Linked DNA regions of Sus scrofa: all the other regions are linked to region 3. The links are chromatin contacts, called in public Hi-C, HiChIP or PLAC-seq and promoter capture Hi-C maps. All regions are on one chromosome and are shown on one strand. The core of a region is the stretch at or near the end of the contact, and the rest is flanking DNA. Distances in the headings are between cores, read along the strand shown.

The links. Promoter capture Hi-C pulls out the DNA fragments that hold promoters and counts their contacts. Hi-C and Micro-C count contacts between places; a contact is called where the count stands out from the background. HiChIP or PLAC-seq counts read pairs in DNA pulled down with a chosen protein or histone mark.
Region 1: an H3K27ac HiChIP or PLAC-seq map of alveolar macrophages shows a contact between it and region 3. The contact joins the promoter of WDFY2 here to the promoter of SPRYD7 in region 3. A contact is called at or near these places in 1 of 5 promoter capture datasets (liver) and 1 of 2 datasets of contacts at active chromatin or transcription factors (alveolar macrophages).
Region 2: a contact with region 3 is called in a Hi-C map of liver, with 9 times the contacts expected there. The contact joins the promoter of INTS6 here to the promoter of SPRYD7 in region 3. A contact is called at or near these places in 1 of 5 promoter capture datasets (fetal liver) and 1 of 47 Hi-C or Micro-C datasets (liver).
Region 4: a contact with region 3 is called in a promoter capture Hi-C map of fetal liver, with 5 times the contacts expected there. The contact joins the enhancer-like site here to the promoter of SPRYD7 in region 3. A contact is called at or near these places in 3 of 5 promoter capture datasets (fetal liver, fetal skeletal muscle and liver) and 14 of 47 Hi-C or Micro-C datasets (embryonic fibroblasts, epiblast stem cells, fetal heart ventricle and 10 more).

What each region holds. Positions count from the first base shown.
Region 1 is chr11:16,270,589-16,275,347 of Sscrofa11.1, forward strand. WDFY2 (WD repeat and FYVE domain-containing protein 2) reads right to left here and starts at 1,925. Exons shown (of 12, transcript XM_021065301.1): 1 at 1,445-1,925. The coding sequence starts at 1,581.
Region 2 is chr11:16,372,539-16,377,268 of Sscrofa11.1, forward strand. It overlaps INTS6 (integrator complex subunit 6), which reads left to right and starts at 2,738. Exons shown (of 19, transcript XM_021065287.1): 1 at 2,738-3,539; 2 at 3,927-4,004. The coding sequence starts at 3,429.
Region 3 is chr11:17,846,944-17,851,155 of Sscrofa11.1, forward strand. SPRYD7 (SPRY domain containing 7) reads left to right here and starts at 2,068. Exons shown (of 5, transcript NM_001243529.1): 1 at 2,068-2,201. The coding sequence starts at 2,096. It overlaps TRIM13 (E3 ubiquitin-protein ligase TRIM13), which reads right to left and starts at 3,062. Exons shown (of 4, transcript XR_002336667.1): 1 at 2,466-3,062.
Region 4 is chr11:16,744,584-16,749,376 of Sscrofa11.1, forward strand. LOC110255806 (a long non-coding RNA gene) reads left to right here. Exons shown (of 3, transcript XR_002336661.1): 1 at 1-4,778. Among named protein-coding and RNA genes, the nearest start is that of FAM124A, 89 kb to the left of the region's middle. Within about 2 kb of position 3,353, at least 18 of the 83 cell types and tissues checked have an H3K27ac peak or open chromatin away from gene starts, as enhancers often do. A contact at or near this core is called in embryonic fibroblasts and fetal liver, where this site is marked.

The DNA of each region.
Region 1 (4,759 bases), core at 675-3,174, 1.6 Mb before region 3:
CACACACACAATTCTGTGACAAAGACTTTCTAGTAGGTCCAGAAGCAACCTCTTTAAGTAGAATTTTGTCTCCATGGAAAAATTCAACACTCAGGAGCCTTCTCTGTGAATTTCAAAGGGTGTCTACATCCATGTATTCCACCGCATCGGTGAATTTCTAGTCCTTGGCAGACTGCTTGCCAGTGGTGTATGTTTACAATGCTTTCCACTGGATCTGCATAAGAAGTGAATCAGGCACCATTTGGCCATTTGTATGAAGGGTGAGGTAGACAAAAATATTATTAATATATTCATCCTAGTTATACTGATGAACCTATGATATGAGCAGACCTATCAGGCACATTCTGCACATCTGTATGCAAACTGATGAAATTATAAAGACAATAATGAACACTTTGTCGCTTTACCTCTGCCTGCAATTTTACAAGTCACTAAAAAAAAATATTTTCTACCTCAGTATAAATCAAACTTACATTAAGAAAGCCTAACTACTATTTTAAGGTTAAAGCCCCTTGTCATATACCTCTACAATGTGACATTTTTTAGAATTTAGATTTTAGAATTCAGAATTTTAGAATTTTTTTAGAATGCTAGTTGATATTATCAAAGCAACAATTCCAGATCAGAACCTTAACTACTATATTCCAGCATCATTCCTCTGGAAACTAGCTTCATCTGTGTAATATCTGCATTATTAAAGGACATTAAGTTAAAGCAAAAACGCAGTCTGAAAAACAAGGGAGAATACTAAAGGCAGAACAACTGGCTCCACTTCTGCAAATTAAGCAAAATTAGGCAAATGAAAGGAAGCAAGCAAAGGGAAGGAACTCGAAAGCTATTTGCAGCAGTGGTTCCCTGAAAGTTCTAGGAGCTTCCCCTTGAGCTTGAAGAGATAAGGGAGGACAAAGCAGAAAAGGTACCTCTCCCTTTGGGCGGAAGCCCAAATACTCTTCAGAACTTACAGCATTCATTGAATTCAGTGTAAGATGTCTGGCAGAAGGGAGTGGCGCTTGCTTTCCTCACTCTAGAGCCTTAAGAACTGCACCAGAGTTCTCAAAAACCCTTATCTCGCAGAAGCTGCTCGGAGCATCCTCCCCACGCACACACCTGCAGGACCGGGCAGCTCCTCCCTCTCCCATCCTCAGGGCTGGACCAAGGTCCAGTGGCCAGAGCACCGTTAGTCCAAGGGCCGCCCTGGCCCGGGCAGGCGCCACTCGGCCCCGGCAAGGCCAGACAACACGCCGCTGTCCGGGCTCCGCTACCGCGAGCCGCGCAGCGGCGGCGAGACGCCGATGGACACCGGCACCACCAGGATGCATATTATAATAAAAACTTGGGAGAGCGCTCTACACTCGCGCCGACGTGGAGGCACAGCCCTCGAAGCGGGCTCGGGTCGGCCGGCCCGTCCCGCCCCTCCTCTCGACCAAGAGACAGAGGTTCGTACCTGTCCTCTGAGACGCTGATGACGCCCTCCTCCTTGGGCACGATCACGGCCATATTCACCACCTCCTGGGACCCCTCGACCCGCTGCAGCAGGATCGGCTTGCGGGTCAGCGGCTTGGGCTGAATCTCTGCCGCCATCGGAGGAGGGGGCGCGCCGTGGGCGCCGCCGCCAACCGCGCCGCGGGACTGGGCTGAAGAGAACGCTCGGGTACGGACACAGGGTGAGACACCGACTCTGGGTAGCCGGAGCGGGACGCCGGGGACCCACGATCATAGCCTGGCCGCCGCTCCCGGGAACGACTCCGCGCTCCCGGCTTCGGGCACCGAAACCGCCACGACCGGCGCTGCAACCCGGCGCCACCACTGGCGGAGGGGGCGGAGATTTGGGGGGCGGGCCTTAGGGGCGGGGCCTGCTCAGGAGGTGGCCGCTGGTGGGCGCGAGGGCGGCTACACTTCCGGAAGGGTGGTGGTGGAGGAGGAGGAGAAACTGAAAAGGGAGGCGGGGCGCTAGCGGCCCAGTGCGCGTGCGTCAACCCACCAGCCCATTTCCGCTCCTCCCCTCCGCCCTTCTCGAAGCCTTGCGGCACCGCCTCCAGGACGCATGCGCTTTCCGTGCTCTGCGGCCTCCTCGCCACCTTCCACACCCACACCCAGTCCCCTCCCTCTTTAATCTCCCGTGAACGCGCTTGCCAGTGGGTCCGCCCACTTCGAAATCCCTGAAAAGGGGGCGGGGGTGGGGCGGGGAAAAGCGCGCCTGGGCGAGGCCGGAAAGAGAAGAAGCCTGCAGGAAGGAAAGGAGCTGAGCTGGTTGGGACGTAACTAGGCATGCGTACGAGTTACCTCTCCTGCGCGGCCTTAACGAAGCGGGGTTTACAGCTCTCGGTATGCCCCAGCCCAGGGCCACAGAGTTGGATTCCTGGGCGTTGTAGTGGTTACGAGCCTTTTCTTCCTTGTTCTGGAATCGCCCACTTGTCACTGCTCCTGGCCTGGGGAGCCCAGCTGGCTCCCTGGCTATTGACCAAGTCACGGCCAGGACTGGCCTCTAAGACAAGGAACTGAAGGGCAGCCTTCAGCGGGGCAGATGATCGCTACGCCCCTACCACTGCCCCCGATAGTGGAGCGCCGGAAGTGGGGAAAGAAGAAAATCTCACACTGAGGGAGCTTAGAGATGATCTGTAGTGGCAACCTCAACGTTTTCTTAGATGACGAAGTTACTAGTCCAGGTTTACCATAGCTTCATGGTAGGGCTATAGCACCCCCAAACATGAACTCAGGCCCGCCCAATGCTGGTTCTGACTTCCTCCCGTTGCTCGGTAATCCAGCCTTTCTTGCTTGCTCCAGAGACAATGGGTGGGGTTACTGTGGTTATTGAATGAATGTTAGGTGCCTGGCAGAGGGCCTGGCATATGGGGTCCTTGACTGTGTGATAATCCCACTCGCCCTCCCAGAGTTAACAACCAGCTGAGGAGCAGTCATAGTCTGTGTGGTGTGATTGGGCTGGCAAAGGCAGTGGAGGTGAGGAAAATAATATGCCAGAGCTGGACAAAGAATGAGACAGGCCTTGCAGAAATGCATTTTATTAGGCAGGTTTTTGGCAGCCAAGGGGGTAGACTGCAAAGGGCCTGTCTCAAAGCACAGAGCACAGTTCTTTACCACTTCCTGTCTCCATAGACATTCTGTAAGGCCCTTGAAAGGGAGATTGAGGTATTTTCCAGCTTTGCAACCTAGAACAAGGTATTCCATTTCTCTGAGCCTCCAGCTCCCTGTCCAGTAAGTGGAGTATAATAACACGAATAACAGATTTGAAGTGCCTTCATACATAATAGCTGCCAGGAATTAGGACATGGACATATTTGGGGGGACATTCTTCAGCCTCCCACAGTGGTTTTAAATACCATCCATATGCTCCTGACTCCCATATTATCTCTCCCCTGACCATATTTCCAAACACCAGACTCATATATCTCATACTACTCCGCTTTGTCACGTAAGCATGAATAGGTGTTCCAGACATTCCCAAACAGTATCTTTAAATCTACTGCATCATTCACCCAGTTGTTCAAACCTAAGTTCCTGGGAGTCATCCCTGATTCTTCTCTTTTCTTCACAATTCCTGTCCAAACCATTAACCAGTCCTATCAGCTCCACCTCCAAAGTATGTTTTGAACTTTCCCACTTATATCATCAGCCCCAGTTCAAGTCGTCATAATCTCTGGCCTCTACTACCACGGTAGCCTAAGTGCTTTCTCTGTTTCTTCTCTTGAACCCGTATACAATCCGTTTTTATCACAGCAGCCGGAGGGATTTTGTTTTAACAATAAAAACCAGATCAGTTGCTCTCTGCTTAAAATGCATCCATGGCGTACCATTGCACTTGGGATAAAATGCCTCTCCAACCTCATCTCTTCTGTTCAGTGCTTTCCAAGCCCTGGCTTGGAATTCCCCAGAAATAACAACCTCCTTCCTGCTGGTGGCCTTTGCACCAACTGTGTTCACCTCTTGCCAACTTTATTCTCTCCACTCAGGCTTCAGCTCCAGTGTTAGCTCCTTAAAGAGTCTTACCCTCCCAACTGTACCCCGCCTCTTTGTAACACTCACTGCCATGTTAACCGGATCTATTTTCTTCATAGTACTTACTTCTACCCAAAATTATATGTGTTTCTCATTTATTTCTTTTTCTTCCTTTTCTAGAAGAGAAACACTTGGAGAGGAGAGATGTATGCCTGTTCATCATTGTATTCCTATCCCCTAGAATAGCACCTGGCACTTTAGGAGGCATGCTGTTAAGTATTTGTTAAGTGAATGAATAGAAAGAGAGGTAGTTTGGGATTTGTTTAACTCTTATTCCATTAGAGTATAATGGAAAGACTGGTATCTGGAATTTGCCCTAATTCCTGGGATGGGCGATCCTTGGGAGAAGACAGGGGCAGATGATAATTAGCAGCCAGATGAGAATAGCTGTATGGTAAAGGCACCAAGTGATTCACTGGCACCCAACAGAAAGGCCTAGCACAGGATAAATGAGGTGTCCTAATTGACAGGTGAGAGGAAGGTAGTAGTTACATGCAGGAGTTCCTAAACTGTTTAGGTTGCAGACCTTGTTAAAAATCAAATGAACAGTATGGATCAGCTGGGGGGGGCATAGGTCTACATACAAACAACTTTATATGCAATTTCAGAAACCCAGGTTAAGAACTGCTGATGACTCTCAGGAAATTTAAGCTGCTCAGCCCACTTCCCCACCCACAGGAGAGTAATAGAGAGTAAGACAGAAAGGAGTAGACTGTTAGAAAAATGATTCTCAAACTCCTTTGCT
Region 2 (4,730 bases), core at 1,488-3,987, 1.5 Mb before region 3:
TTGCCTCTTGGATTTGCTGCATATATATGTCCTGATTTCTTTCCTGTTCTGTCTTGGGGGCTTTGCCTTTGAGCCTTTCTGAGCTCTGAATTGCAAACTTGGCCTTTGATCTCAGGTGCCATCCTAAGCATAGGATCGGGTTATATGCGCCACGTTGGTTCCTTGGACTTGGTTCTCCTCATCTTTGCATCTAATCCTGGCTGTACCATACACCTCCATTTTTGACTTAGGGCCACAATCTGCCAGTTCCACGGAGTCAGGGAAGAATGACCATGATGGCTCCATTGGAAATGATTTCAAATCTCTGCAATAGGTAAGGTCATTATTAATGCATGCTCATCTACTTCATTCGTCTAGTTTGATTCCCTTCCAACACTGCTTTGTACTCAGCACTGTAACTAAAAACTCTAATTTATATGGAATAAAGGCCCTCTACCATCTAGACCTGACTTTCTGGATCTTATTCTATTCTTCATGTACCTGGTGCTCCAGCCTAGCTGAACTTGATTGTTCCCCAGGAAGCCATTAGCCATGCTGTGCTAACTTCCTTTCTTTACTACATTTTCAATGTCTAGAAGGATTTTTAAATAGCAGCTTCTTTTCCTTTACCCACAAATCCAAATCCTACCAGTCTTTTAAAGCAGTGTTTCTCAAACCTGTAACATAAAAGAAATTCTTACAATTCTAGAGAATATATTTTCTGACAGGCAAGGGTCTAGAGACCACAGTTTGAAAAGCACTGATAGATGAAGCTAGAGAAACCTGAAGACCAATTCTATGAAAATCTCTTTCAGTTGCAAATTATCACTTTTTTTTTTTTTTTTTTTTTTGGCAGTGCCCCTGGCACGCACAGGTTCCCAGGCCAGGGATCAAACCCTGTGCTGCAGCTATAACCAGAGCTATAGCAGTGACTCTGGGTCCTTAACCCATTGAGCCATGAGGGAATGCTGCAAACTATCACTTTTAAGAGTATTTTTCTTTATAAATAATAAAACAATTTGTACGTTGTCATTAAAGTGAAAACTAAAATTTTAGGTATCAAAGAACTCTAATTGTTATCTCCAGGTCTAGGATCCCAGTTTGAGAAACACTTCTGTAAGGCACCACTTAAACACACTGACCCTGGAAAATGTTCTTTCATTACTCCAGGGAAATAAAATTTCCTCTTTTCTGAATTATTTAGTATCTAATCACTTTCTGCCCTGGAGTAGCTAATAACATGTAGGCAATATTTTTTTTCTAGAAAAACCATAAGCTCTTTGAAGGCAGGAACAATACTTTAATCATTTTTTAACTCCACCAGTCCTTAGCAAATATTGGATATAAGGTCTGTATTCCATCTTATTTCATAGTCCAAATCTCTTAAAAAGGTTTCACTCTTCTGTGGTACACATGCACAGAACAAACCCTACTATATTACGGAAATAGCTCTACTATAAATTTTAAAAAGTTCAGAAGTTGTCTTAAATATTAGGGAAAGTCCAAGTTATAAAATTCAAAAATTTTAAAAGTGCCACAAAATATGTCTGCTCTGTGTTCATAGTAACAGGAACAATTTTTTTGAATGACTAGTAGGTAAATAATTAAAATTTCAGGATAAACAAAAAAATCAAAATGCAAGGTTAGTAGGAGAGGCCTTCTTAATTTCTACATGGTATTATAAAGATCATATGTCCCTAATTCAACTTTTATTGAATGTCCTCAAGTTTTCAACAAGTATATTTGAGGAAACTTCCTCGGACACTTTGGCGAGGATTCATTAAGTCATCAGGAATGCTAACAGGGGCTGGTTTTTACAGAGAAAAGTCTTCTCTCATGTAGTATTTAGATGAGTCTGAGATAGCACATAGTGAAAGCAAAGAGCACTGGAGGAATCCACTCTGTGTGTCACCTAGGCAAGCTGAAGTCAGTTCATTTAAAAATAAGTAATGGATTATGGTTTACTAAGGTCTCTTTTAGATGGCCCTAAGTAAAAATGGCTTGAGAGAGGTTATTTCTTTGGGCAGGACGGTTTATTTTTCCCCGAGTATAAAAAGGGCAATAAACTCTGTATCGATATTTGAGTCTTCCTACCGCCTGCCCTTTTTAGGGCTGAGTTAAGAAAAAACGGGTTGTTCCCTTTTTGGTGGGTCCTTCTACAAGAGGGCTCCTGGCCAGGTCCGGCCCCCACCCTCGATAACTGCCCAAGGCCAAGCGACACTGGGGGCGAAGCTGGCCCCACGTCCCCACTCCCCAGTGGGAGCGGTGTGACTTGCGAAGGAGATTAGTCCCTGGTCATAAACAACCTCTCACTTCCCCTCCCCCGCCCCGGGCCCGCCCGCGCTGGGGCCGGCCCTCCGAGGCCCATGGAACCTCCTCCGACGACCGCGGGCCTGCTCCCGACTCCTAACCAGGCGTTTGATTGCTTTACTCATCCCCTCCTCATTCGCGCACCCGGGAAGGGGCTCGCTACAGCGACCTCCAGATGGGCGCTCAGACCAGTCTCCATCTCCCTTTCCCCGACCCCTATCACCTCCAACAGCCAAGGAGAGGCCGCCAGCCCTGATGCGCAGACGCACAGCGGCAGCCGCCTAGAGCGCGCTGACGCGGCCCCCGCCCTGATCCCGCGGTCCTTCCGCGGTCCATCCCCGCCCCTTCCCGGAGCCCGCCTCCGCGTCACCGGCCCTCCTGCTCGCCTCTCGCGCTCGCTCTCGCGCGCACCCGACGCCCCGCCTCCGCGCGTGCTCCGTAACTGTTCCCGGAGCCGGCCTCCAAGCTTCCCCCGCCCCTGGGCTGTTTGAATATGCTAATAAGAAGCTAGGGACCAGCCAATAGAACAGTGGGGCGGTGCATCACGTGGCTCGAGGACGTGTCAGAAGGCGGAGCTTCTGCAGCCCCTGCCCGAGTTAAAACCGGAGTGTGAGAGAGAAAAGCGCTTCAGTAGCGAGAGGGGCTGAGAAAGTGGTGACACCGCCGGGGTGCGGAGGGAGTCCCTGAAACTTCTCCCAACAGCCCCAGGGCCAATCTCCCCTCAGCCCACTCCCCTCGTCGCCAGCTCCCAGGTCCCCACTCCCTGCACCGGGGGTGGGGTAGGGAGCCAGGCCCGTCTCCCGCTGGGACACACACAGGGGCCGGGAGCGGGGACGGGACCCCCGAGGCGGGGGGGACGCACCGACAGACAGACGGCCGGGCGCCCGCCCCTGCGGGCAGGCAGGCAGGAGGAGGCGGAGGCGGGGGTACGAAGGGGAGGACTGGGTCTGGGGAGTTTCCTCTCAACTATCGGGGGAGAAACTCCCCGCAGCCGGAGGAAAGACCCAGACGGTGTTTTCCTCCCGGGGGCCGCGCTCCCCCGCCCCGCGTAGCGGCGGTCGCCGCCGCCGCCACCGGCGCCTCCACCTCTATCATCTCTTTCTCCACCACCTCGGGCCCCGGTGTCCCCGGCCAGCACTATGCCCATCTTACTGTTCCTGATAGACACGTCTGCCTCTATGAACCAGCGCAGCCATCTGGGCACCACCTACCTGGACACGGCCAAAGGCGCGGTAGAGACCTTCATGAAGGTACCGACTGACCGAGCCCGGGCGGCGACCCCGGCCCGGCGGCCCGCGGGCGGCAGGGGTGGGGGAGGGCGGCCGGGGGCGGCGAGGCGGAGGTGTCGGGGACCTGACTGCGGGAGCTGCCGGGCTCGGGGACCCCCTCCCCCACCGCGCGGGCGGGCGGGCAGGCGCTGCGAGCCGGGCTCGGCCCGGGCCCGGGCTCCGGCCCCGGGCGGTGTGTGGGGGCCGATCTGTGTGTGTAGGGCGGCGTGGAGGGGTGGCCGCGGCGTGTGCGGTACTGTGGGGGGCGGCGGGGCCGCTGGCTCCCCTTCTCCGCCTGGTAACCTCGCCTCTGTGCTTCTCTCTCGCCCGCCCTGTTCCACCTCCCGTCCCCCACCCGCTCTCCCGCAGCTCCGTGCCCGGGACCCTGCCAGCAGAGGAGACAGGTATATGCTGGTCACTTTCGAAGAGCCGCCCTATGCTATCAAGGTAACAGCCCTCGCCCTCCCCCTTCCCTTCCCTGTTCCTTCCTCTCTCGCCCTCCCCGCCCCCCCATTCACCCTTCATTATGCTCCCCTCCCCCACCCGCTGTGCTCCAGGCGCTGAGGTCCTTTCCCCTGCGGGCTCCCACCCCCTCCCCCGCTCCGGAGCGTCCTGGCGCGGCGCGGAGTCGCCGGGCCACCGCCGTCCCCTCCCCAGCCCGACCCAGCGGCGGCGGCGGCGGCGGCGGCGGCGGCGCTGCGATCAACATGGCCGACATTTCCCCTCCGCGGCGTGAGCGGCAGCAATGAACTGTGGGGGATATTTATTCAAGTTAGCCCGAGTGACAGCCGGGCCCGGCAGCGCCGAGCCCGGGTTTGCATTAAAGGGGAATCGGCCCGAGGCTCGGGCGGGCCGGCGGGGCGGGGGCGGGGGGCTGCGGGACCGGGTGTCCGGATTCTCCCCGAGAGGGCCTCGGGCGGGTGGGACAGCTCTAGGGGAACTTCAGAAGTCCCGCTCACTTTTGCTTTCCACCAGTACCTTCGCTTCCCCGAGTATTGGGTATTAGGTTGGGGAGTACATTTCCTGGGGAAGTTACAAACTATGAAGACTGGTAGCGAGGGAAAGCTGTAGAGCCAGCAGGTTTATTCTTGGCCACCTTTGGAAGAGACTTTCCTCGGCACTGATACGGTATTGACACGTTACCCAAAACCATACAGTACAGTGGAGCAGCTA
Region 3 (4,212 bases), core at 818-3,317:
GTGCCCCAGCAAATAGTTTTCTAACCAAGCAAGACTACAGGCAATTCTGCCTCTACAGTAAAGGCCAGTTCACAGCCATCTAACAGCCTGGCTTTTCATTGAACATGTGACTAACTTGATTGGCCTGAGCTCCAGTCAAATCCAATACACTTACATTTATTATATATTTAACACACGTATTACTTTTATAATGTTTGTGAATAAAATATTTTACCTTATAACAACAAATTTTATTTTACTTTATTGCTTATACATGAGTTATGGAAGTTTATGGTTAATTTGGAGATTAACAAAACATACAGAAATTAAGTACAAATCTGTATTTTGAACTAAGAGCACATTTAAAAGGATTATAGCATTAATTGCAAGAGTTAGAACTTTAGAATTTGAGAAGCAGCATGATCTGGTGGAGCAAATACAGACTCCGTCAGAGTCATGGGTTTTGAATCCTACCTTGTTTATTTCCTAGTCATTTGAGGCTACACAAATTATTTAATCCCTTCAAGCCCATCTCTTCACTTACACAGGGACAATATTTACTCTCAAACTTTTCAAGAATTCGGTGAGTGTGTGTAAGAAAGAGTGCCTACCTCACAGATATGCAGAAAATTTTTGTCTCTGCAACATTCAACTCCCCACTCCTTCCCAAAGGGAAAAACTAGGACACTAACACTTCTCCAAATGGTCAAGTTTTTCAGCAAAAGAAAATTTCATGTGTAAAATGATCACCAGGAAAGTACTTTATAGGCAGTGAGGGCTTCAGCAATCACCTCTGGTATTAATCCTATGATAAATAAACCTCAAAGTACAAATCTTTGAGATTTTCATAAGTATTGTAATGAAAACACCGTTTGTATAAACATCCAAGAAACTCAGGACCTTGAAAAAAAATTCTCCCATTCTGAAGGGAAAAATTCACCATAAAAGATATTTGTCACTAAGAAGTTATGTCGAAGAACCCATTACATACTGAGGGGGCATTTTGCGTCAGGTCTCCCAGGGCTTGAATCCTGGGGAAGTCTTCAGATGGAACCTTATTTGACAACAGAGGTTTAAGCCAGATTAATTCTAGAGGTCGTCCCAGACTTTCTCCAGGCGACAAGTGGTATCTGAAGATGGAAAATGGATCAGGATGCGGATGATCTAAGTAGTGCACCAGATGACTGGTGCTCCCAAACGGGAGGCTCCTACATGGAAACAGGAAACAACAGGCTGTAGGAACTCAGTCCTTCCCCTGAACCGCTGACTCAGGGGTTCCCATTACACTCATTAGAACCCATTATCCATGCCGCTGAATTTGGAAGAGACAGGTCAAGAATCGCCCTCCAGCCCTGCCCCAGGGAGTCCCCTCCCGGGGTGGCCTCCAGTACGCCCCTCAACGGGAAACTCGTCTCTGCACCTAAAATGCAGCAGGGGAGTCGACTCAAGAGCCCTGGATGCATAGCCACTGTGCAATTACTAACAGCCATTACTCCTGGGCCCTGTGCGTCTGTTCATGATTTGAGAAAATTCTCCAGAAACCAGCCACGGCGGGGGGCGGTGAGAGGGGGCCAGAGGCTCTTCGCGAAGGCGAAGTTCTCTCAGTCCTGGGCGTGGAGGGAGGACATCTTCGGGCTGTTTTAAATCAGCTCCCACTCCCCCAGGCAAATTTGCCACTGCCAACTAATGCCTAAAATAATGTCGAAGTGGGGGGCAGTTTTTAAACTACAGCATCCAAGGACACCTGAGCTAAATGAGAACGCAAGTCAGCTCGAGCCCGGGTCAGTACAGAAATACCTACATAAGCGGGGCGGCACAAAAGGGAAAAACCTTTCCGCGCAGGCGCACGCGGTTCACCGCCCGGCCGCCACGCCCTCTGCCCCGCCCCGCCCCCAGCCCCGCCCGCCGGCCGATCCTCGGTATCTTCCGCCCAGGCAGGCTTCGCCTCAGACTGCGCTGCACCCTCCCCGCCAGGGGCGTCGCTGTACCAGCCTCTGCGCCCCACAGACTCCCTCCGGCGCTCGGGCGGGGGCAGGAGGCGGAGCGGAGGGGTAGGGGCGGGAGTCGCCGCGGTCTAGGGGCGGTGGGTCGCGGTGTCGTCGGCGGTCCCTGAGACATGGCCTCCTCGGTGTTCTGCTGCCTGCGGTGCTGCAGAGATGGCGGGACGGGCCACATCCCTCTGAAAGAGATGCCGGCCGTGCAGCTGGACACGCAACACATGGGTAAGGGCCCTCCCTTCCCGTGACCCAACGGCCCACCCCGAGTCGGGCGGTGCGGGTCGGGGTCAGTCGGGGGTCGCGAGCACCACGCGCGGCCGGGCCCCGCCGGGCCCCGCCCCCTGCCCTCGCCCTGCGACGCTGCCCTCGGCCGGGTCTGGCGGATCTCCTCCAGACACAGGCCGCCTCCACTTCGGCCCGGTTCTGTGTTCAAGGCTACGCAGTGTTGTCTGCCCTCGCCTAGTGGAGATGGTGTGTGGGTGGACCTACCCGTTCTCACCGGAATCTCCTCCGAGCTGTCGCATCCTGAGACTCGGCACAAGTTCCCAGGCGTGGGGAGCGATAGTACTGTGGTGCCCCTCCTACGGTGTCCCACGGGCGAGCTCCAGTCAAATCCAATACATTTTCAGAATGCTTTAGCTGATTTCGGCTCCTTCTGCCCAGGCAGCTTTCTCTTAGCCCATCATTTATCGGTTGTTTTATTGAAAATTATTTTCCTCTCACCTACTAATGTCAAAACAGGGCAAGTTGCAGAAGCTTCAAGTCACAGCTCATGTCAGACCGTGTCACTTCAACTAAAACCTCCCATTGTCTGACTCCTCCTTAGTCACGCTTAGCGGTGTTGTAATTTCATCTGACTGGTCTGTTGCCAACAATTCAGGCTGTTGCAAAAATAAAACAGCACTTTGCTTCTTCTCATGTATGTTTTTCCTTCCAATTTCGCATGAACATATAGCTTCTCTCACATTCTTCCTCTCCCCTCTGTAGCCTCTTTCACAACCTTATTATTGTTTCTGTTCTTAGACTGTCCCATGTAGTTTCATGTTTCTGGAGTATGGTTCTAGAAGGAGAGATTCCCACTAAGTATTTCAGAGTACTATCTTTTTGTGGATTATTCTCTTCTAAATATATATATATGCACTTTCAGTTTTTCCCACATTTCTCTTTGGCTAAAGGACAGTACATTAAAGTAAGAAAGGGATTTCTTAATATTTATAGCAAAACCCTCTCCTGCCTAGATTCTTTATAATTCTAGAGACACTCTTCCCATTATATTTCTATAGCATGAACTAAACCACAAATGTAATTATATACTGCTTTTTATTGGGGTATTTAATTTAATTTTTTTTTTTTTTTTTTGTCTTTTTGTAGGGCCGCACCTGAAGCATATGGAGGTTCCCAGGCTAGGGGTCTAATCAGAGCTGTAGCTGCTGGCCTATGCCTCAGCCACAGCAATGCAGGTTCTGAGCCCCATTTGTGACCTATACCACAGCTCACCGCCATGTGGGATCCTTAACCCACTGAGCAAGGCCAGGGATCAAACCTGAAACCTCATGGTTCCTAGTCAGATTCGTTTCCACTGCCCCACGATGGAAACTCCAGGGGTGTTTAATTTTAATCCTTATGTCTCCTAAATTTAATGCAGCAGCGTAATACATAAATACATGTAAATGTATGTGTATATCTCTTTAAATTATTACTTATTCATCATCGTTTATAGACAGATGTTCAAATCCTATAATTTCCCTGAGAAAATGTTTCCATTCCATTTATTCATTCGCTCAACTGATATTTATTGGATGACTCTCAGATGGCAGGCATTGTTTTAGATGCTGGCAACACGCATAGTTCCTGGAGCTTATGATCAGCTTTAGTTCTTTTCTGTCTCTACTGCCAAAATCCTGAATTACTACAATCTACTCTGTAAAGTATTCCTTTTCTCTGGTCTCTTCTACAAAGAGCTGGTCACTTGTGCTTGTTCCACTATGTTCTCCTTTTCCAAAGCTGCATAGCGTCTTTCAGTAATGTCATTTCCCAGTTTTCTACCTGCGTGGAAACTTTTTCTTATCCTGTCTTCTGGTGAATTCAAATTCTTCAATCACAGAAGCAACCTGATTTTAGAAAATAATAGGAGAGGCTTATCAAGCTAGGAATAGTTTAAAGCATGCATTGATCTTAAGTTGATATATGAGGAGCACACTTAGTGAATATGCATGTGCTTGGATATGTGAAACTT
Region 4 (4,793 bases), core at 2,103-4,602, 1.1 Mb before region 3:
TTTCTATTAGAGCCCAGTGGGAGATTAGCCATCTGTGTGTAGAGCGCAGGAGAGAGGGCGGGTCCAGGGGCCTAAAGCTGAGCTGCCACTGCAGTGATGGGGTTGGAAGCCACGGGGAGAGGCAGTTCCCAAGGCGCTGCGTGGAGGCCTAGGGGGCAGTGAGGTGGAGGTCCCTCCCGGTGGGAGTACCCAGCACTTAGAGGTCAGGCGGCTAATGTCCTCTGAGCTGCGTCCCTCCCCGATCAGGATTTGCGGGCCTTCAAAGCTCCACGAAGAGGCCTTCCTCAGAGGGAGGAATTTCTTACTCGTCTCCGAAGCCTATGGTCATGTGGTCCTTTGGCCACACGGTGGCGCTTCAAACCCAACAATTACACTGCTTCCCTTTCTGGCTCAGAGAAGGCTTGAAATTCAAAGGAAAAGGGGGAGGAGATGCGTCCTCTCTCTGAGCGGCGCTCATAACATTGCCAGCGAGCAAGGGGTCTCGGGGAGCAGCGGGGGTCTCCCACCGAAGGGGAAGGCTCTGGTTTGAACTCAAAAGACCCAGCGTTCCACATTCAGAGCCCATTTTCCAGTTCTTTTCCCCCCACAACGTTGCCCCAATTCCACATACTAAGTAAAACGTCATGTACCAGCGAGCGTGATGCGTGAGAGAAAGCGGGCCTGAATGAGGCGGCGTCTTGACTTTGCTGGAAAAAGAAATTAAAACTAACATCACCTGACTCCAAGATGGGCCTAAGCTTCTTCCAGAAAAGAGAGCGGGGTTATTGCTCATTGTTTTCATTTTTCCTTGGAGGCTGAGTTTCAATACCAGCTCTACTAGCGACTATTTGGGGAGCCTGAACTTCTCTGTGCCTCGGTGGTGTCATCTTCCCAATCCCACGTTTGAGGATTGCGGTGAGGATGCCTTCGTGTTCAGTGGAACCAAATGAAATGACCGCTCTCCAGCCATCTCTGACCCGCAAGAGCCGTCCTTTCGTGTGGTCCGTCCGACAGTGCCTGGTGCCAGGCTTGGTGGCAGTGAGCTGTTATTGTCACAGCTAGCATGACAGAGTACAGCCAGCCCGGACCGATCATTTGGAAGATCAACGGATTTGTTTTCTGGACATTTTTTCCTGAGGATTCTTACTAGTGCGTGATCCTGTTGTTTCCCTGGACTAAAGTCCAAATCATGAAAACAGGCTTGAATGAGACCTACATGCACACAGCGCTGCCTCGAGCCAAGCCATTTTGATCTAAGCCGCCTCCTTTCAGTGAGGTATTTTCCCAGCAAGGGTGAAGGGCCAGCCGTCAGGGCACCACCCCTTCACCGAGTAAAGCTGAACCTCATCGCCTCTGGCGCTCAGGGCCTCCGCCTCCATCTCCCGCGAGCTTGCCTCTCCGAAAGGTGCTTGGCCCCTGGGACTGTATTGACACATCTCTCAGATGCACGCCCATCAGTTTCTCTCTTCTGTGGCTCTTTGCCTCTTTGAAAGCCCAGTGCATACTAGCTGATTCCCTTAGCCCGGGAAATACATGCTGTTTTCATTTTGGCAGAGTTTTCAAAGCTGGAGCCAAAAGTGATGAGAATTTCAGGTACTGGGCAGGCCCCTGGTGGGGGACATTTTTTATTCAAAGGGTCTCTGGGAGGCTAGGGGTTTGGCCACATCCCTCTTGGTGGCCCTGGTAGGGAGCCGAGGTAGCCTGGGGCTCCCACCCAGAGTATGGCCACTATGGTCCCAGGAGTTCAAAAGCAAGCAAATAAAACTAGTAGCAGTTGGGTTTTATCAGAGAAAGTTTTCTTTCCAGATACTGGATCCTGGCACATACCCCCCCATTTCTTTCCTCAATCTATAGAGACGGACCCCAGGAACCTTCCTCTGAGACTCCTGCCCCCCTCGTCACATGAGGTTCTCACTGCACATCGGACACAGACCACAAGAGACGAAAGGCTGCCTTGTGGGATCTCAGGATGTATCCTTGACGGCGCCTCGAATGAGGCTGCGTCGTCACAGGCCCACGTCTAACGTGGGGGTGAGCCCCGAACTCTTCATGCACCAAACAGGAGTCAAACGCTCCGAAGCCAGACACGGAAGAGAAACATCCTCTCCAATTCAACTCATATGAAGTTCAAGAGCGAGCAAAACTAATCTCTAGCGCACGTCATGGGAATAGCATTGGTTGGGGGCGGTAGGGTGGGCAGAGAAGGGGCGCAGAGGAACCTTCTGTCGTAATGGAGATGTTCTCTCTTTTCCATGGGGTTACAGAGCTGCAGACCTTTGTCGAAGGTCATGGACCTGCCCACTGAAGATCAAAAGAAGTAGTAGAGAGGGAGTTCCCTGGTGGTCTAATGGTTAGGATTCGGCACTGAAACTGCTGCAGCCCAGGTTCAAACCCTGGTTTGGGGGAACTCATATCCCGCATCAAGCGGCTTCACGCTGCAAGCCCCCCTCCCCAAAAAAGAGGAGGTAGCCGTGAGAAATGGCCCTCAGAACCCAAACCTCAGGAAGGAGGCCCCTCATGGCACGGAAGAGAAGGAGGGAGTTTCCACATACTGCACGTTCTCAGCAGGCTGTCTGCGCAGTGGAAAAACATATAAAACGTCAGCCAATTTTCCAGACAGTTTCAAAATCCAAGGACGTTTGTCTTGGTGCTCACGCGGCCTATGTCTTTTCAAATGTTTACAGAGTATTTACAGAAAGTCGTCCTTTGGGTGGCAGTGGTAATTAGGAAAACTGGCAGCGAAAATTAACACATACCATGAAAGAGAGATAATTGCTCCATTGCCATATACAATATTATTATCAAATGGCATTCACCGAGGAATCCAATTGGTCCCTACCAGCTCAAGCCCTTGTTCTAGGAAAGATCCCCCCTTCCTTGTTACCCCGAGGACGAAGCTGCCACAGCTCGCGAATGAGATGCCATATGGTACTTAACATCAGAATCAAAATGAGCTTGTGCTTTTTGTGCGAGATGCCGAAATTTATTAGAAAATCAGAAAGCCTCATTTCCACCAAGTTCCTGAGACCTGCCATCTGCTGCATGAGAAAGAAAATGGAGATTTTTTTTTTTTTTTAACCATTTACTTATTGTGAAGTGTGAGCGTACGGGTGCGTTTGCAAAAGCAGGGGTGGGGGCCGGTTTGGGGGTGGGGGGTGCTGTAAGAGCGAGCCAGAGCAAGCCCGCTTGGCAGGGGAGAAAGGAGGCTGTCAGCTGAATGGTGGCACAAGGCTTGGGAAGCATAATTATGGAAATCACCTATTCCAGAGCAATTTTTTTTTTTTTTTGCTCCTTCTCCTGAACACATGTTCCTTCCACACAGAAACAGCAGAGAGAGAGGCCGGCTCTCAAGAAGAAGCACAATCTCTGTGTCACAGGGAGTTTCAACAAGCCCCAGCCTCTTGAGTATTAGGTCTGTCCGTGGAAAGGGCAGCGCAAATAAGACGGGAGCTAACAGACGGGGAGCTCAGTGGGTGGGGAGGAAGGAGGGCTTTCTCCAGGGAGATGCTGGGGTTGGGGTGGGGGTGGGGGGCAAGACAGAAGAGGGATCTGATGGGGGCAGCAAAGTAGTGCCCAGTTCACCGTGTCTGGAGATTTTCTCTAAGTGCTGGAGGCTGGGGATGCAAAGACAAAGGCGCTTTGTACTTTCAGAAGGGCTGTCAGCTGTTGGGGAATTCGCGGCGGGGGACCGCCTCTGCCTCCGAGAGATGCTGCCTTGCCCATGAGTCACACCCCTGTGGCGGCCCAGTACCTCCGCAGAGCACTGCAGCCCGGAGGGCTTACCTAACCCCTTGATTTGGAGACAGTGGTTTTACATTAGAGCTGGTATGTCTGTTGGCACAACTGCAGGCAACATTCACTAGACGTGGCTAGTGGCTGGCCTCTGATCCCAGCCCTCGGGAGCTGGGCCTCTAGCAAAGAGGCTTCCAGAGCCTGAAATGGAGCCGAGATGGGGGAGGGGGAGGATAAGGCTTCAAGGCACCAGGGAATTTCGCTTTATAACGTTCTGTAGTCAGGCTCAGGTCCAGACAGGCCTTTCCTGGACTGCCTCCAATAGGGTTAATTGAAGAATTAAAAAGATCTCTCATCTACGAGGCCATCCTCCAGCAGGATCCCAGGGGTGTCCTCGAGGTCAAGTTCAGGTTCTGGGAGTGCTCCAGGGCCTTGACGGGTCTTCGGGGAGCCCAGCCCACACCCTCGGGGCTCGTCGTCTCGGTGCCCTCACGCAGGTCGGTGACCAACAGTCTCTCCCTCGAAAGGAGGAACGACTTGGCCGAAGCCTTCATGGCTCAGGCGTCCTGGCCTCGCACCTGAGCCGATCCAGGGCTGGCAGCTTCCTCCAGAGCCTGTGCCCACCTCAGTGAGGACGAGCTGCGTGGGGGAGGAGCCCAGGGAGTTTCCGCATCTGCCGTGCGAGGCAGGAGGAGGAAGGGCCCGCAAGCCCCAGGGACCGACGTGATGAGGCTGTGCTCGCCCTCCAAGCCTCCTCCCACCGAAGGTAGCGAGGGCCGCCTCCCAGATGCTCAGAGGTCTTCTGGCTCCAGGTCTGCGGGCTCCGTGCGGGTGGCCCCTCCGGGAGACCTTCAGGGTCAGCCTTGGGGATGCGCCTGGTAGCAGGTCCCGAGCCCTCGGCCAGGGTGGGAAGGGCAGCCTTCCTGTTCACTCCCTTGGTGAATGAGGATCGGCTCTGATTTCCCCGGGGGCCGCCCCATCTCTACAGGACAGGCTTCGGCAGATACCTGGGCTTCTCCTGAACCGCTGGGAGCAGACCGGACTGAAGATACCTCGGTGGCAACATGGTAAGCGGCTTTCAG